Regions from separate parts of the Pan troglodytes genome. Here region 1 is linked to region 2. A link is a contact called in public HiChIP or PLAC-seq data. All regions are on one chromosome and are shown on one strand. The core of a region is the stretch at or near the end of the contact, and the rest is flanking DNA. Distances in the headings are between cores, read along the strand shown. Region 1 holds the start of MIS18A (MIS18 kinetochore protein A). Region 2 holds the start of HUNK (hormonally up-regulated Neu-associated kinase).

What was found. HiChIP or PLAC-seq counts read pairs in DNA pulled down with a chosen protein or histone mark.
Region 1: a contact with region 2 is called in an H3K4me3 HiChIP or PLAC-seq map of stem cell-derived excitatory neurons, with 2.8 times the contacts expected there. The contact joins the promoter of MIS18A here to the promoter of HUNK in region 2. A contact is called at or near these places in 1 of 7 Hi-C or Micro-C datasets (induced pluripotent stem cells) and 1 of 1 datasets of contacts at active chromatin or transcription factors (stem cell-derived excitatory neurons).

The regions. Positions count from the first base shown.
Region 1 is chr22:32,984,784-32,989,456 of NHGRI_mPanTro3-v2.0_pri, reverse strand. It overlaps MIS18A (MIS18 kinetochore protein A), which reads left to right and starts at 1,574. Exons shown (of 5, transcript NM_001071811.1): 1 at 1,574-1,927. The coding sequence starts at 1,597.
Region 2 is chr22:32,580,910-32,585,448 of NHGRI_mPanTro3-v2.0_pri, reverse strand. HUNK (hormonally up-regulated Neu-associated kinase) reads right to left here and starts at 2,084. Exons shown (of 11, transcript NM_001071822.1): 1 at 1,473-2,084. The coding sequence starts at 1,733.

The DNA.
Region 1 (4,673 bases), core at 325-2,824, 400 kb before region 2:
ACTTGGGAGGCTGAGGCAGGAGGATCGCTTGAGGCCAGGAGTTCGAGACCAGCCTGGGCAACATATTGAAACATCATCTCTGAAAAAATAAAGAAAAGAAAAAAAAAGCAGAAGGAAGGAAGGGAATTCTATGGGTAAAAAAAAAAGCCTAAATTATCTAAAGCATTTTCTTCCAGTAAGAAGCTGATTAACATGAGCATGGTGTGCCAGGGTTTACAAAGTATTTTCATGAATATTAGAAAACTTGATCCTCATGAACAACTTGGTGTAGTACTGAAGAAACAGACTCCATTTACTCCATGAAGAATTAGACTCAGGGAAGGCAAACAGCCTTTTCCACAGTTACCTACACTGTTACTACCTTGTGGAGGGAGGGGTAAGTTAACCAGGACCACTGACTCCAAAGCTTTTGCTTTTTGCTAGTGGCTGTAAGCACTAAAATTGGAAGTACATTTACATAAATAGTTTATGCAACCAAGCAAAATAGGCAGTAACTTGGGGGACACCCAGAGCGTAGTAGGAACAGAGTAGGTCCTTGCAGGTAGCTTTCTTCCCAGGTATACCACCAGACTGTCTGTGGTGCAGCTGGCTGGTTCCCCGCCAGCTTTCCCTCCTGACCTACGGTGTTTTAGGCAGAGGCTGGCTTTCTGGGGCAGCTGAGGAAATCTGTCCTTATCATCAACAAAGGATGCTTCTTCCTTGCAAGGATGAATTGTTCCTTGATCCAAGCAGCAGGGACACTTCCAGGCTTTCCAGGGGCACTGCTGCTTCCTCAACTTTTTCCTTGCAGTGACAGCCTGAGTGATCCGGGGCCCTTCCCAGGGTCTCATTCCAGGGATAGCAATGCGCAAAAGGACCCTGTGATGAGGGACTCCTCTATCCCCTTTCTTCTCCACTTCATGGAAAAGAGGTCCCCAGGAGCCGACAAAATAGAGCAGTGGTCATCAAAAGTGGAGCTGCTTATATACAACTATAATTAGTCCACTTACAAAAAAGAAGAAAAAGGGTGGTGGTCTGGCACAGTGGCTTACGCTTGCGATCCTGGCATTTTGGGAGGCCGAGGAGGGAAGATCGCTTAAGGCTAGGAGTTCGAGACCGGCAGCATAGAAAGACTCCCCCCCCCCCCCCAAAAAAAAGGTTGGGCTGCCAATACTGACAGCGTGGGCACGCCTAGGAGCTTGTTAGAAATGCAGATTCTCGGGCTAACCTGCTACCTGCTGAACCAGAGTCTGCGAAGATGGAACCTGGCGATCTGCTTAAGAAGCTCGCCAGGTGGTTCTTAGACACTCAAGCCTGCAGCCCGTAACTTTCTCAGTGACGCTGCCCCTCCCACGGAAAGGGGTGAATAATCCTTAGGAAGACAAGCAACAGGTCTGCATCATCAATTTCTTCAGGCTGGAAAACCTGACGCAGGCGCAGTGACTATCACGCCCGGCCAAGGCCGCACGGCGCGCATGCGCACTAGAGGCCGCCCGCCGTCCCGCCCCCTTCAGGCTTTTGCCCCTTCTCGGCCTCCGCCACCGCGCCCCGCCCCGCGCATGAGCAGCGGCGGTTTTTTTTCCCATGGCGCTCTGGGGCGCGGGCGATTTGTAGTTAATGGCAGGCGTTCGGTCACTGAGGTGTAGTAGAGGCTGTGCTGGCGGCTGTGAGTGCGGCGACAAGGGCAAATGCCGCGACTCCTCGCTGTTGGGCAAGAGACTCTCCGAAGACTCGAGCCGCCACCAGCTGCTGCAGAAGTGGGCGAGCATGTGGAGCTCCATGAGCGAAGACGCGTCGGTGGCCGACATGGAGAGGGCGCGGCTGGAGGAGGCGGCGGCTGCGGAGGAGAGGCCGCTGGTGTTCCTGTGCTCCGGCTGCCGGCGGCCGCTGGGCGACTCGCTGAGCTGGGTGGCCAGCCAGGAGGACACCAACTGCATCCTGCTTCGCTGTCAGTTGGGTCGAGCCGGGCAGGGGGGGCGTGGGGTCGCCTTCTTCCAGGGGTGCCGCGCGTGGGCGGCCCGGGAGGAGGCGGGGGCTCCTTGGGGCTGCCCAGGGACTTTAAGACCAAAAAGTCTGACAGTGTGAGCTGTGGCAGGAAAAGGGGAGGAGGGTCACCCCTCCACTTTTCTCTCGGGCGGTGGGTTCTTTTCTGGGGTCCGCGATCCCAGAAGAGCAGCGGTTGAATCAGCATCATCGTGAGCATTACTCAGAAACAAAGGGCGACAAAGAATAACACTTTTAAAGACCCTAAAAAAAAGAGAAACAAATGGTCAACTAGACTGTAAGCACTTGAGGTGCAGCCAGTACTATTACTCCCCATAGAGATCAGCAGGCTGTTGGTGTATCAGCGGATGCCTCTACAGCCTCCAGTGATAGAGCCGCAGAGTTGACGGAACACAGTGCTATGGGGAAGAAAGGGAAGGAAACTTGCAATAAAAGCACCAACAACCTCATGAAAATTGGCGAGGAAGGAGGATGTAGCAAAAGAGTTCAGAAGAAGGCAGGAATTAGTTTCTAATCCTGGTTCTAGTAGTTACCTCTGTTGTTCCACTGTTCCCTCATTTTGATGTTTTTGCAGTATTTAGGGATAAAGTGGTGCACATATTTTTTATGAATTGGTGTAAGAATGGCTGTTGTTTTTGGATTGTGATTTTTCAAGATGAATTTTTTTCTGTCTTTGAATGCCGTAAATGTTCCGACGGCAGTAATTCACCACCGGCTTATCGACGTTTCTGGAACGTTTTCCTTGGTGTAATACTGGGAATAAAGGAGCACACCAGTGTCCAGTAGTTAACTGAAAGTTGAGATTAACTCTTTGCACCTATTAAAATCAAACCAGGCCGAGCGCGGTGCCTCAGGCCTGTAATCCCAGCACTTTGGGAGGCCGAAGTGGTTGGATCACGAGATCCGGAGATTGAGACCATCCTTGCCAACATGGTGAAACCCCATCTCTACTAAAAATACAAAAATTCCAGATCAGCCTCACCAAAATAAAAAATTAGCCGGGCATGGTGGTGTGCGCCTGTAATCCCAGCTACTCCGGAGGCTGAGGCAGGAGAATCACTTGAACCCGGGAGGCGGAGGTTGCAGTGGGCCGAGATTGCGCCACTGCACTCCAGCCTGGCGACAGAGCGAGACAACGTCTCAAAAAGCAGATTTTTGGTTCGGTAGGAAAAGCTCTTTGTTTGAATGAGATTACCTTGTTTACATGTTTTTAAGGAATAACGTGTTTGGTGTTACATCTTTCATTTTATTTGTTTGTTTCGATAGAGTGTATTTTTTGCCATGTGGGCTCTTTTCGTTGTTTTGCTTTACTTATAGAAAGGCTGTTTTTGTTTAATTTTTATATTAATAGCTTTTAAATTTAAAACATAGTTCTAAAATAGTAAATAGTTTAAAATTTAAAGAACTATACATTTTTTGATTTATCAGATTTAGATAATAGGATTTAACACCTCCCCGCCCCCCCAGTAAAGATAAATAAATGAACTCGGATTCATTTCCATTCCTTCCTTACCCAATTTGAATTAGTTTAATTATTTTCATTTTGTCAAGGTTTATACATTTACATTCTGTACATTTACATTCTGTTCTGTAGCTATAACAGCCTTACTATGATTTTTAAAAATAGGATTATTTATTTAATAGGGTTTTTTTTTAATAGGGTTATAGTGGGTTAACAGCCCTCTGTTGCCCAGGTTGGAGTACAGTGGCGCAATCATAGCTCACTGTATGTAACCTTGAACGCCTGCTCAAACTATCCTCCCGGCTCAGCTTCCCAAGTAGCTTGGGACTACAGATACACACTAACACCTGGCTAATTTTTAAATTTTTTGTAGAGATAGAGTCTTGCTATGTTGCTCAGGCTGATCTCAAACTCCTGGCCCCAAGCAGTCCCCTGCTGCGGCCTCCTAAAGTGCTGGGAGTACAGATGTGAGTTACAGCACCCAATCCTATAAAGTTTATATAAATTTTTTTCCCAACTCCAGTACTCATTAACATAAAAAAGCTTAATAGCTTTTTCATTCCTGAATTGTTTGATTAATCATTAGTGCTCCCCACGTCCACATCTCCAAGAAAATTTCAAGTTTATGTGCTAGAAAATATTTTCCTTTTTTTTTTTTTTTTTTTTTTTTGAGACGGAGTCTCACTGTGTTGCCCAGGCTGGAGTGCAGTGGTGCAGCCTCAGCTCACTGCAAGCTCCGCCTCCCGGGTTCACGCTATTCTCCTGCCTCAGCCTCCTGAGTAGCTGGGACTGCAGGCTCCCGCCACCACACCCCGCTAATTTTTTTGTATCTTTAGTAGAGACGGGGTTTCACCATGTTAGCCAGGATGGTCTCGCTCTCCCGACCTCATGATCCGCCTGCCTCGGCCTCCCAAAGTGCTGGGATTATTTTCCTGTATTTATAAGTGAATGCTAGCTTGGCTGCAGGTACAGTTCTTGGTCATGCTCTTTGCTTTTGACAGGTGCTGAGCAGCTGGTGCAAAAGCCTGGAGACTGTGGTTAAAGAGAATAAAGATAAGATTTAGGGAGGAAGGAAGAGACCAGAAACTGCAAGGCGTTGTAGTCTGTTCTAAAGAGTAGTAATCTGTTCTAGTGAGTACGTTATTATGCTAGCTTAGGCAGGGGAGTAATGTGACCCCGCATTTTCTTTGGAGAAAGCATTGAAGGAGGAACAAGTATGGAAGTGGGG
Region 2 (4,539 bases), core at 835-3,334:
CACATACCCATAATAAAGCGGTGCCTCACTCAAAACGGCTGTAGGGAACACAGGGAAAATGACAAGGGTGACGGAGACCTGCATTCACAGGCAAAAGGCCCCAAGACAAAGAGGGGAAATGGGGTGGGGAGTGAACTACAGGTGGGGTGAGGCTAGAGACAGGCAGGAAGGGCAGGTTGGCCCTGTGACCAGGGGTTTCACAGGGCAGCCCCAGGCTGGGCAGAGGCCCCCAGGTCGGAAGGCAGAGGGCTCGGCTCCCAGGCCACCTGCTCGGTTGGGAAGTGAACTCCGCCTTCCCTCCTTGCGGCTGACGCCTCCCTGACCCACGGACCACACAAAGGAGCTGGTCCCCCTCCAGGTTTGAGCCACCCCCAGCCTGGGGGCAGTCTTGAGCCCGAGATGACAGGAGCTTGGGACAGCTCCAGCCTGGATTGGCTCTGAGCTCGGGCAGCTCCAGCCTGGGGTGACCCGGCCTCAAAAGCGAGTCACCAGCTCTTGGGTTTCTTCTCACAGCTCTAAGTTACACCTTCCATCTACCTGCCCCTCGCCTGGCAAGGGTTCACAACCATCTAACTTCCAACAAGGCTGGAGAGGTGCCCCTTTCGGTCTCGCGGAGGTCCCCTTTCCTTTCCCCTCTTCTAGAAAGATAAGAAGGTATCTCCCAGTCTCTGGGGGGAGGTATCTGTAGCTCTGTTCCTGCCAGTAGCAGGGTCTTCACTGCAGCTCCCACCCTGAGGCTGGAGGGCACAGAGGAGCTGGGGGAACGGAGAGAAGGGGATGAGAATGGCGGGGATGAGAATGGTGGGTGATGAGGGGGCAGGGGTGGGAGGGTTGAGTGGATGGAGAGGAGCACAGGTTGAGGGATGGACAAGTGGAGGGCGGAGGCAAAAACCCTCCTCTGAGCACGAAAAATTCCCTAGCTGCCAAAAAAAAATCCCTAGCTGCCGGAGCCCACAGGTGGGAAGGAATGCAGGATCTCAGCCTTCTCCCACCTCCTCCGAGAGCCCAGGACGGGGATCAGACTCTAAGCTCCCCCAGAGGCTGGCGGTTAGCTTTCCTGCTCCCCCCGCCCCCCGACATAAGAGCCCACCTCCTCTAGCCCTGGTTCCCGCCTCGCCACGGATCCGCCGCCCCTGCCGGCCTGAAGGGCAGAGGGGCCCCATCCCGCCCCTCGCGCTAGTGTCCGCCAGGCGGCGCCCTTCCACGAGCAGAACGGCCGCGCGGGACGCTTCCCGGGGCAAGGCCGTCCCCTCCCAAGCCCCCAGCCCCCGGGCAGCGGACCGCAGGCCGCCCTTCGGGAAAGGCTGCGAGATGCTGAGCGCGCGTTTTAACCCAACAGGAAAGCCGGGCGGAGGGGGAAGGCGCTTGGCCCGGGACTGCACACTGGGACTCCCAGTGCAGTGCTCCCCGCGGGGTCCTGGCCGCCGACTACCGCCCCTGTGCCCCAGCCCCACGGCGCCCGGGAGACTCACCTTCTCCCCGGTCAGCACGTGCAGCCCCTCGCGCACCTTGGCGAAGGAGCCCTCGCCCAGCTTCCTGCTGCCGATGAGGTAGTTGCCCACGCGCTTGTGGTGCTGGAAGTCGCGGAGCCGCTCGCGGGGCACGCCGCTCACCCAGGCAGGCAGGAAACTTCCCTCGCAGGCCGCCGCGGGCCTGGCCGCGTCCTCCGCGCCGCCGCCGCCCCCAGGCGCCGCCGGCTCCCCTAGGAGCCCGTCCCCCGCCGCCGCCGGCATCGCGCTCGCCCGCGGCCCGCGCGGCTCCTGCTCGTCTCCCGCGCTCGCAGCTCCTCCTCCCCAGGCTCTTCGGCTTCTCCCGACGCCGCCCTGGGCCCAGCCCCGCCCGGGTCTCCGCACCCAGCGCCCGGGGCCGCCGCGATCACGCCCCCCGCGCCGCCCAGCGAGGCGCGCAGACAATAGCGGCTGCCCAGGGGACGCGGGACCGGGGACCCCGCCCCCAAAAGTTCTTCCTCGGAGGGTCGCCCGGGCCCCTTTCAGGACACCAGGATCCCGCCCCGGGTCCCGTCCAGGAAGCTAATGACAGTCGCCCTGCTCGGGCGCGCGGGGTGGGGCGCGGTCCGGCGGCGCTTGGTTCCCGGGGTCCGGGTGCCTGGGTCCGGGAGCCCGGGTGCCTCCGCAGCCTCCGCCTCGCCGCCGCCGTCTGGCCCGCACGGGCTTGGGTCGGGCTCCCGCGATCGCTCCTAGCCGTGCGCTGGGCGGCCGCTCCCGCCGGAGAGAAGCGCGCGGCGGGCTGCAGGCGCCCTCTGGAAGGCAGCAGAAGAAAGCCCCATTCAGTTTGAATTTGCAGAAATTTAATCCGCTCGCGGGCGGCGGGAACAGATGCGAGCTCCACTCCGCAGCCCGTGCACTTTCAAATCCCTAGTAGCCCCTCCTTCCCCGCGCGCCACAGTCAAACTCGACCCTCGCTGGAGAGGGGGGGGCCCGGGGAGGGGAGCGGCGGAGTGGACGGAGGAGCCACCTGAGCGCCAGACAGGGAGACCCTGCGCGGCCTCGGAGGCGCGCGCTCCCGGGACGCCCAGGTCGGGCCGCCTCCGGCTGCGCCTCTTGCCCGGATTCTGGGCTTGGGTTTTCTGGACCTTTCGGCGGTGAAATCCCCCACTGGCCGCACCCACCCGGGGCGGGGGGAAGGGGGAAGGCTCTCGAACTCCGTAGACTGTGGGTCGGGTTGCGTGCCCGGCCCTGAGTCCGCCACACAGTAGGGCCCCCTGGACCTGGGGTGGAAGGATAGATGGATGGCTGGAAGAAAGGGTGGGGAGGCGGCCAGGCGTCTGCCCGGGCTCGCACGCAGCCTGGTTGGCTGTGTTGGAGGAGGCGCAGCCACAGCAGTAATAGTAGCAGCAGCAATGTAGGAACCAGGGCGTTTGCTGCCTCTGCTTGTAGCTTACACCTTCTTTGCCTTCCATTGAAATGATGCCTGTGATTGCAGGAGGTGGACCGGCGCTCGCCTCTCTTCGATGCTTTTGTTCTGCAAGCGCTGTGACCGTGCTCATCGCATAAACAATTGCAACTGCCCTGACGACACTGGACCCTCTCCCAGGATCCCCAACGTCTTCTCAAACCGAAAATGAAGAATCTTGTGAGGGAGAAGGAGGAGGGTAGGTAGGAGGAGGCATTTACAAAATGCTACCTGTTGAGGTGCCCGCATTTGATGGAAACTTCACCCCGATCATGCAACATCAGAGCTGAAAGGAAGGATTTGGTCCTAACAAAGTTCCTTTCATTGTTTATTCCTGAGTAAACAAGTATGACATCGACCCATAGCAATGCTTTGAGACTGGGGGTGGGGGGTGGGGGGAACAACAGCTGTCATCAATCCAGTGTCTGGGGGGCTCGCTGACCCATCTGAAGAGGGACGCAGAGAAACGCCTGCTTTCAATACATCTAATTTTAAATACGCTACTATATTCATCCACCTACCTGTTACAAGTCACCAGCCTCAGTTATTATGACTGAACATACTGCGTTTTCTGTTGTTCTGTCTCATTGTTCCAGTTTACCAATATTAAAGATACAGCTTAAAATGTTTTTCTTGCTGTGCTGAAGGGACTTCTTTGCTCCCACCGGCCTTGACTATTTCAGTAAGGTTCATTCAATCCTTTTAATATCTCTAATTCAGTAATCAAATCTTAAGAGGACAGTTGCATGGGAGGGGAATGGTAACTAGCATGGTGCCAGCAGAATAGATGTCCAGCGACTGTCTAAAGAATGAGGAATATGGAGCTCACTTTGGGGTAAAAACCACTCTGAGGCTGGTCGCGGTGGCTCACGCCTGTAATCCTAGCACTTTGGGAGGCCGAGGCGGGTAGATCACGAGGTCAGGAGTTCAAGACCAGCCTGGCCAAGATGGTGAAACCCTGTCTCTACTAGAAATACAAAAATTAGCCGGGCGTGGTGGCGGGCACCTGTAATCCCAGCTACTCGGGAGGCTGAGGCAGAGAATTGCTTGAATCCAGGAGGCGAAGGTTGCAGTGAGCTGAAATCTTGCCACTGCACTCCAGCCTGGGCGACAGAGCAAGACTCCTTCTCAAAAAAAAAAAAAAAACCGCTCTGAATCTTCCATCAGAAACAGTTTGGGAGTCCATCCAATGTTGTGTTAATAGAGTATGATTTTTTTTAATGTTAGGACATGCACTCTTTATGAAAATTTAGAGATTTATTTATTAAGGTTTAAGGGAAATTTCAGAGACTGTTCCCCAAAGTATTTTTATGGTCTAAAAAAAAAAAGTTTCATAAAAATGGTGGATGACATTTACAATGAAATAGAGATTTTCTTTCCTTTTAATTATCCTCTCAGGGTAGAGGTCAGGAAAGGGGTGAAGAAGAGAGAAAATCCAGGCCCATTAAATCTTTTTCAAGCCTGCTGCCTGGGTTTGATTCAAGTTCACTGCTAATTCCATAAGCTGGGATGGATGCCAAAGAGAAGTCCAAATCCTATCCGTGCTCCCCTTTGTAACTGGTTTTGGAACTACAAGTCCTAGTCTCTGAAATGGCCTGTTTAACAAGAAATCACCCCAGAAATGTC